Regions from separate parts of the Zea mays genome. Here region 1 is linked to region 2. Evidence: chromatin contacts called from public Hi-C data. All regions are on one chromosome and are shown on one strand. Each heading gives the region's core, a stretch centred on a gene start, on an enhancer-like site or on the middle of the called end of the contact. The rest is flanking DNA. Distances are from core to core; before and after follow the strand shown. Region 1 holds the start of LOC100194362 (putative RING zinc finger domain superfamily protein). Region 2 holds the start of LOC100279924.

Evidence for each region. Hi-C and Micro-C count contacts between places; a contact is called where the count stands out from the background.
Region 1: a Hi-C map of ear shows a contact between it and region 2, with 2.0 times the contacts expected there. The contact joins the promoter of LOC100194362 here to the promoter of LOC100279924 in region 2. A contact is called at or near these places in 3 of 25 Hi-C or Micro-C datasets (ear, leaf and tassel).

What each region holds. Positions count from the first base shown.
Region 1 is chr1:200,522,302-200,525,818 of Zm-B73-REFERENCE-NAM-5.0, reverse strand. LOC100194362 (putative RING zinc finger domain superfamily protein) reads right to left here and starts at 1,819. Exons shown (of 6, transcript NM_001139397.1): 1 at 1,545-1,819. The coding sequence starts at 1,686.
Region 2 is chr1:200,230,458-200,234,122 of Zm-B73-REFERENCE-NAM-5.0, reverse strand. LOC100279924 reads right to left here and starts at 1,874. Exons shown (of 11, transcript NR_174154.1): 1 at 1,099-1,874; 2 at 109-145; 3 at 1-5. It overlaps LOC109943719 (a long non-coding RNA gene), which reads right to left. Exons shown (of 2, transcript XR_002266799.1): 2 at 3,339-3,665.

The sequences.
Region 1 (3,517 bases), core at 570-3,069, 290 kb before region 2:
CCTCAAAGGTTCGAACCCTTCATGTTATCACTAGGCAAAAAAAACCGCTATAGGCCTAACAATTAATCTAAATCGCCACAACCCTCAAGGCAACAGACCAGCCACTCCACCGCTAATGAACCAAACTAAATTACCGCTAAATTCAAGCTTATGGATTCGCCTGTCGGACCTGTGGCTCCAATTATTCGGGAACCACTCTACTCTTTTTTATAATGGAAAAAACATTTTCCAGCCTTTTGCATCAAGGATGCATATGGCTTCAATTTACGCTGCATCCCCTGTTACCATTAGCTTGGGATAATTCATGACTCTGCAGATTCCATAGACTTGTTAGGAACCTGAAGCTAGTGAAGTACATTGTGAATTTGTGATTGAAATTGCAATAATTCTGTAACCGTAATAAGGAAATATAAGTTACCCGTGGGCCGTGGCGACGAGTGCAAAAGAAGATATTGCAGCTAAACTAAGCTGTAAGCCGAGGCTTATAATAAGGAATTTTATAGTCTCTCTCAGTAATAACTGGGAACTAAGCTGCTGCGCTAAATTCTTATGCAAAGGTACCTTACGAGAGGACCAAATATAAAATGTTTGATGGAATGACACAACTGAAAGAGGAGATATGATACCCATAAGATGTCAAGAAAACCATATTACATGCTTGCAGCTAATAACAATTTGGCTCAATTGAAGACATCAAACAATTTCTTTCACCTAAAGAATGAGTCACGTAAGGGCAAGGCAGACCCAATAATAAAAAATCGGCCGGGGAGGGAAAGACCGCCCTCCCGGTATTATATTAAAAAGAGACTGAAACATGGTCCTGATCGAGAAAATTCATAACCCTAGCCCCCATCACTAGCGGGCCGTCACCGCCCACTCTGCAATGGGCCAGGCAGAGGGTGGCGTGCAGGACGTAACCCGGGAGCAGATGGGGCACAGCGAGGGGATTTTAAAACTTTGGGCTTCATAGTACAATCAACATACTCAACCCAACTAAAGTAAAAACATCATAACACAATTTCTCATGAACAAAAAGAAACTAAGAAGCCTCAATTTAGCATTGTGTCGTCAACCATATGTTGCGAAGATGTCCATTGCCACCACTTCCATTGCACGACAAACATTTTTGATATCTTGGTGTAACTCCTCCATTCGCAACAACCTCCAGAATCTAAGACACTTTGAAAAACACTTTTTTCCATGTTGTCTTTCGCGGCGATGAGTTGTGCCTTGTCAACGATAAACTCGTCTCCATCTGCTCGCCTACTTGAAAGCCTCTGATTATCAATAGAGGGAACCGCTCTACTTACTCTTACACGTGCAGTTCTCACCCCATCAGCATCATCCCAACATGTATGTGCCCAAACATCTCCGTTATTCAAGTCTGAACCACGTCGCTGACACTATGAAATCTAGAAAAGCTACCCCACCAGAATTCCTCAGTTACGGCAAATTGCGCCCGTGGCGCACGTTACCCGACCGACCAAAGCAACCATCACAAGCAGATCTGTATGACGAAAGCCCGTAGCCGCGAGGAATCTGACCTAGGTGGAACTCGTGTCCGCATTGCAGCTTGGCGACGGACCGGCCCGCGACGCAGGCGAGCACCGGATCCAGGCAGATGGAGCACGCCGCGGCCCCGGCCGCCTCCGCCGCCGACGCCGGCGGCGGCCTCTCCAGATCCATCGGCGCGCCCCCCGCTCCGCCTGCTGATTATCTCTTCCTCGCCGCGGAGGCGCTCGTGGGGGTGGGAGGACCGTGAGCTGAGCTCGCACAGGAGGGAAGACGGGCGAGGGGAGGAGAGAGAAACGAGACGGTGTATCCGAACGGAATGGAAGGAGGGTGGAAGACGGCAAATGATAGTAGTGATCGAGAGAGCGAGAAAAATGGACGATGATTATTGGACTTTGGTTTACCTCGCAAAATGTTTTTGTTTTGTGACGTGGCACGTCCGTAGGTAGTGGTGGTTATAAGTTTGTCATGGGTTGTTTGGTTCGTTTTTAGGTTACTGTTGAGAGGGTCATGGTTTTATCCATTTTCTTAATTTTTTCTTGAAAAAATGGAAATCTTTTGAAAAAATGTGGTTATCAAACTAATTTTAAATAGGCATATCTTAGTCTTAGAAAAAGTGTCCATCTCTTGCTTCGACAAGTCAAAAATAAGTTAACTAAGTTGTTGAAATTGGTATATTTTTAGTCAAATTTAAATGCATTTAATCCATTTAAGTATAAAACGTGTGTTTATTTTAAGATGATGAAATATATTATTATTTAGCAACATCTTTTACACTAATCGTGAACTTAATGAACTTATATTGTAAGGACGGTAAAATAGCCTCACTCGAGTCCATCGCACGTATTACCCATCCCATTGTTTTCTACTACTATAGCCGTTAAATTTATAATTCGTTTAACTTTTTAAATTTAAGTTTGATCAAATCGTCTTATTTAAAAATTTCCATAATAATAATTATTATATGTAGTATGCCATTGATTTTTTTCCAACATAATTTGACGAAAAAGGTTAAACGGATTATAAATTGTGACGGAGAGAATATCATTGTTTCTTGATAGCTAAAAGGCCTTATGTGATTTTTTTTATATGTTACATATAAGTGGGTTGGTAGAACTTTTTTTGCTATATACAATATACTTACTCTATTGTAATTTATAATTCGTTTGACTTTTTTATCATAAGTTTGATCGGGTTATATTATTCAAAAAACATAATTACTGTTAGTTTTGTTGTAATATTGTTTAGCATGTAATGTGCTTTAGATATGGCTTTGAATTTTTCATTTTTTTCAAAAAAAATAAAATTGAAATGGACAAACCGGTCAATCATGGCAAAAAAAAGTCAAACGAATTATAATTTGAGATAAAGAAAGTATATTTTTATCTGGTAAACCATAAACTTCTTAGGACCTAAGTTGTATTGCTTAAATTGAGCATGTTTGTATCTTCACATCCTCATTTTTGTTGGTAGGTGGGCTTGTAAAAGTATTTTGTCGTCACATCACTTTTCCATTTGCCAAGTATATATTACTCCTGCCTAGGAACACCTTTTTTTTGTCTCCGCCAACATCCTCTATATCTATCTTTTATACTCATACTTTACAATCTCCTCTAAAATATTTCATCCAGTATATCTTCTTTCTCTCAAACAACATTCTCTAAATCATGTTCTCTCTATACGCAAATATCTATATTAGAGATATTTTTAAATTTTTGTACATACGTATTTTTTATACTCTCAAATGTAATGTAAATATTTTAGTTTTGCTAAATCAGTTGTTTAAAATATTTGATAGATAGAGGACAGTTTATATAGAAAATCCGAAGAGTTCTTTAAATTTAGAGTACTATTTAAAGGACGTTGCTAGAGAGAGTAGATGACCGTATATTTAGGGTAGAGGAGCCTTTGCACGCTCTGTTGGAGAGAACCTAAGTGCATTGTATTTATCAAATTAGGATGAAACTGCGTTCCTTAAAATTTGATTACACGTGCCCATGCATGT
Region 2 (3,665 bases), core at 625-3,124:
TCTGCCTGTACTGCACAAGATGAGGAAGGTTATCAGCATGAGTGCACAAGGGTTGACAATATTCAAGTGAATATTATACGATACAATATAGCTGGCAGCAAAACTTACCCTGGTGGTTTTAAAGGATGGTAACTTCCATTGCCATCTGGAGAAGCAGAAAAAGACAGCAAACCATTTTATCAAGAAAAAGATCAATCCAACAGGGTTCACATTGATGTTAAGTTGTTAACAGCATTTTCAAAGTTAAAATGTAACAAAATAGCCGCAGTTCACAGAATCAAGCCAACCCTGCAACTGCATACTATGAGACATGTGCAGATGCATAGAGGATTTTAAGGGGATTTGTATATCGAGACCTGGAATCTTTTACTTGATATGTAACTATTCATGAAGAGATGCCATGAACCAACAAGTGGAATTGGTAGCATGCATGAAACACCAAACAATTTAGGAATGCAACTACAGTGACATAACAGATTCAGTGGGTTCTTCATCTAATTGCAAACAGACAAACGCAGTCAATGCGACAGTATACAGGAATGTTAGCTAATGCAAATCCCCCTTCCTTCATGAAGCAAGGCCGAATCAATCCATGCACCCTATCAACCACCTGACAGCAAGCTATGAAGAAAACACCTCCAGTCAAAGCTAGCAGCCTAGGTTACCATTCTGTTCAGTTGGGCGCAAAACACCCACAATTCTGTGAACTACTAATAGCCAGGAGAACTCCTACATTTATGGCTAAAGTGCTAAACTACGATAAAATTGAACTGAATCCTCCACAACTGACATCACACAAATGATGTTAGGGCAGTCACAATGCTAGAACCCACACAGAGGAACTATGTTCCCGAATTCTCGATGGACAAAATAATCTTTTTTCCAATTACATATATTATTTCCGGCTTTCCGCTCATCTACCAATCACATCTTAATGTATTGGTTCGTGTAGACATATTTTTTTAATAAGAAATCATTTCTCCGTATCTCTTATTTACTTAAAGTGTCATATCATCTTTTTGATTAGTTGGTACCTTAATTAATGGGCATAGAACCGGTTTCTGGTTGGGACTTGGGAGTGCCAGCAGCAGCGCTCACCTTTGACGGGGATGAAAACGAGCCCGGATGTAGCGGTGTCCATGCCGGGGTTATACTTGCGGAGCAGGTCCAACTGCGACGACGAGTTGAAGCTGTAGTTGGCGGCGACGGCGGCGAGGGTCTGGCCCATGAGCGGGTAGGTGAGGAAGAACCCGTAGTCCGACGAGATCTTCGGGTCCCCGCAGGTGCAGTTGACCGTGACGTTCACCACGGTGTTGGTGTCGGGGATGTTGTTCGTGGGATACGGGTTGGTGACGGCAAGCCAGGCGGCGGAGGTGAGGTTGTTGTAGTTCTGGGCGATGCCGCCGTAGGTGTCGCCGGTGACAACCTTGTGCGGGAAGGAGCCGCCGAGGTAGGTGGCGTCCGAGTTGGGGAACGTGTGGCAGCCGCAGGTGAAGGAGATGTTGACGCTCTGGCCGGCCTGGATGTAGTCCAGGTTTGTGGTGCCGGGGTTGTAGCGCGCCAGCGCGTGGTAGTCGCCGATGCCGAAGAGGCTGGCGATGTAGGTGAGGTTCTGGTTCCGGGCGACGAGGTAGGAGCCCAGCGCGACGCAGCCGGAGTTGAGGCAGCCGTCCCCCGCCGCCACCGCCGCCGCCGCGGCGAGGAGGAGGAGCCGCATGAGGATTCGCGCCATGTGGACAGCGAGGAGGACGAGGCAACCCTAGCCTCGAAAGCGTGTAGCAATTAGAGGAAGAGGAGGAGCTGGGGGAGGTGAGGTGCGGTGCGGGGAGATTGAGGGGTAGCAGCAGGAGCAGCAGACCACAGCACGCGGCGACGATGAGCGCGACAACGCGGCGGTAGTTTGACCCCTCGCGCGCGCGCGGCGCACGGGGCTCCCGGTGGGCCCCACCCAGCGAGGTGAGTTACGCAAGTGACACTGGAAAGTGGGGGCAGTGCAAGGCTCGATGCGCTGTCAACGGAGAAAACAGGTGGAACGCGGGGGAGGGCCCACCACGTGGGAGGTCGTTCCGGGGAGGCGCCGGGGCGAAGTCGGCAGCGACGGGGCCAGCAACGGCGGCGCCGCCGTGGTCAACCCGTCAAAGGGGTCTGCAATAATTCGGGCAGCCCTGGACGCTGGGCCAGTCGCCAAGCGCGCCCACGGGATGCTGTCCCATTCGCGGATGTTTCGCCGGATTACCGCTTGTCCTGGGCGCTAATATTCCCTTTGTCATTTTGTCATTAGGAAGTGTTATGCTGGACACTTTCACATTTAATTTAACTACTAGGTGGATGCCCGTGCGTTGCAACGGAAACATATCATCGGTATAGAGAACGTGGCTCCTACCAATCTGGTATCAAAGGTCTCGACGATCATGAGCTCTGCCGCTGCCCCCAGGCAGCAGCCACCGCCAGCATCAGGCGGCCCCCAGCAACGTCCACCGCGCTAGTCGCAACCCCTGTTTCGTCGGGAGTCATGATGCTTCGCCGATAATCCCTCAAATACCCAGCCTCCTTGTCGGGCAGCACCACTGGAGGCATGGCGGCCCCACAGCCAATGGCGGCCACATCTTCTAGGTGGAGTACGCTCTTGAGGCCGTCCGCAGCACGAACATCGTTGTCCTCGGCGTCGAGAAGAAGTCCACACCCAAGCTCGATTACTCCAGGTAGCAAACCCTCCGCCCCTCCTTTCTATCATCCGAGCAGATCTCGTGAATTCGTGATCCTCGCTCGACGCGGACGGAGGAGGAGGTGCGGCGACACTACGAAGCGCTGGTGGAGGACGTGGCCGCTATTCAGGTCGGCCGAATCCCGCTCTCACGCTACACTGGAGAGGAGTCATCTGTAGCGACGCCCGAGGGATCTGGAGCCGCCGCCGCCACACCCCAAGGATAGAGGAGGAGGGAGCAGGCAGCCAGGCACTGACGCGAAGAATGGAAGAGCGGCACTGATGCTGATGTGGGGAATAGTTGCTTCAAGGCCATGCAGGAACGGCGCAAGAGCGTCCGTGGACGAAAGAGGAGCACAGGTCTATACTCCGCCAGGAAAAAAATCTCCATGTGTTCTTGCCTTCAAATAAAGCTTACATCTTTCATACTAAGCTTTTACAGGAAGGTTCAAGGAATGTGTAATTAGTAGCAGCCTTCCAGGGTGCATATATTCATCATTTGACTATCTCACCTGTGTGAATTATGTGTTCATCACCACCACTTTACAACTCCTTCACCGGCACGATCAAATGAGTGCCCATTGAGATTGCCAGAACCCACTTTATGAAGATGTCTGCTGTCAACTGCTTCAGCTGTTCTTGAGTTCTTATTGACACCAACAGGTGTGATGGTGTTCAGATTGTAAGGGGTGCCATTATTTGCTCCATTGTGAACATCAGGAAGAGAATGGGGATGAATAGCACCCAAGCCTTGAAAACCATAATTCACATGCCTATTCATCCGACTAAGAGAGTGGCTGATCTCACCAAGGGGAGCCTGGTTACTATGAGTTGCAGCAGAAGCAATTCCAATGGGAGAGGACAGGCTCTGTGGTAGGGTAGATGATAGACCCAGAAATGAAGCCTATCTGAACGGGCTCATTGATGTGAGAAGTCCAGAATGCAAACCATGCATACTCCC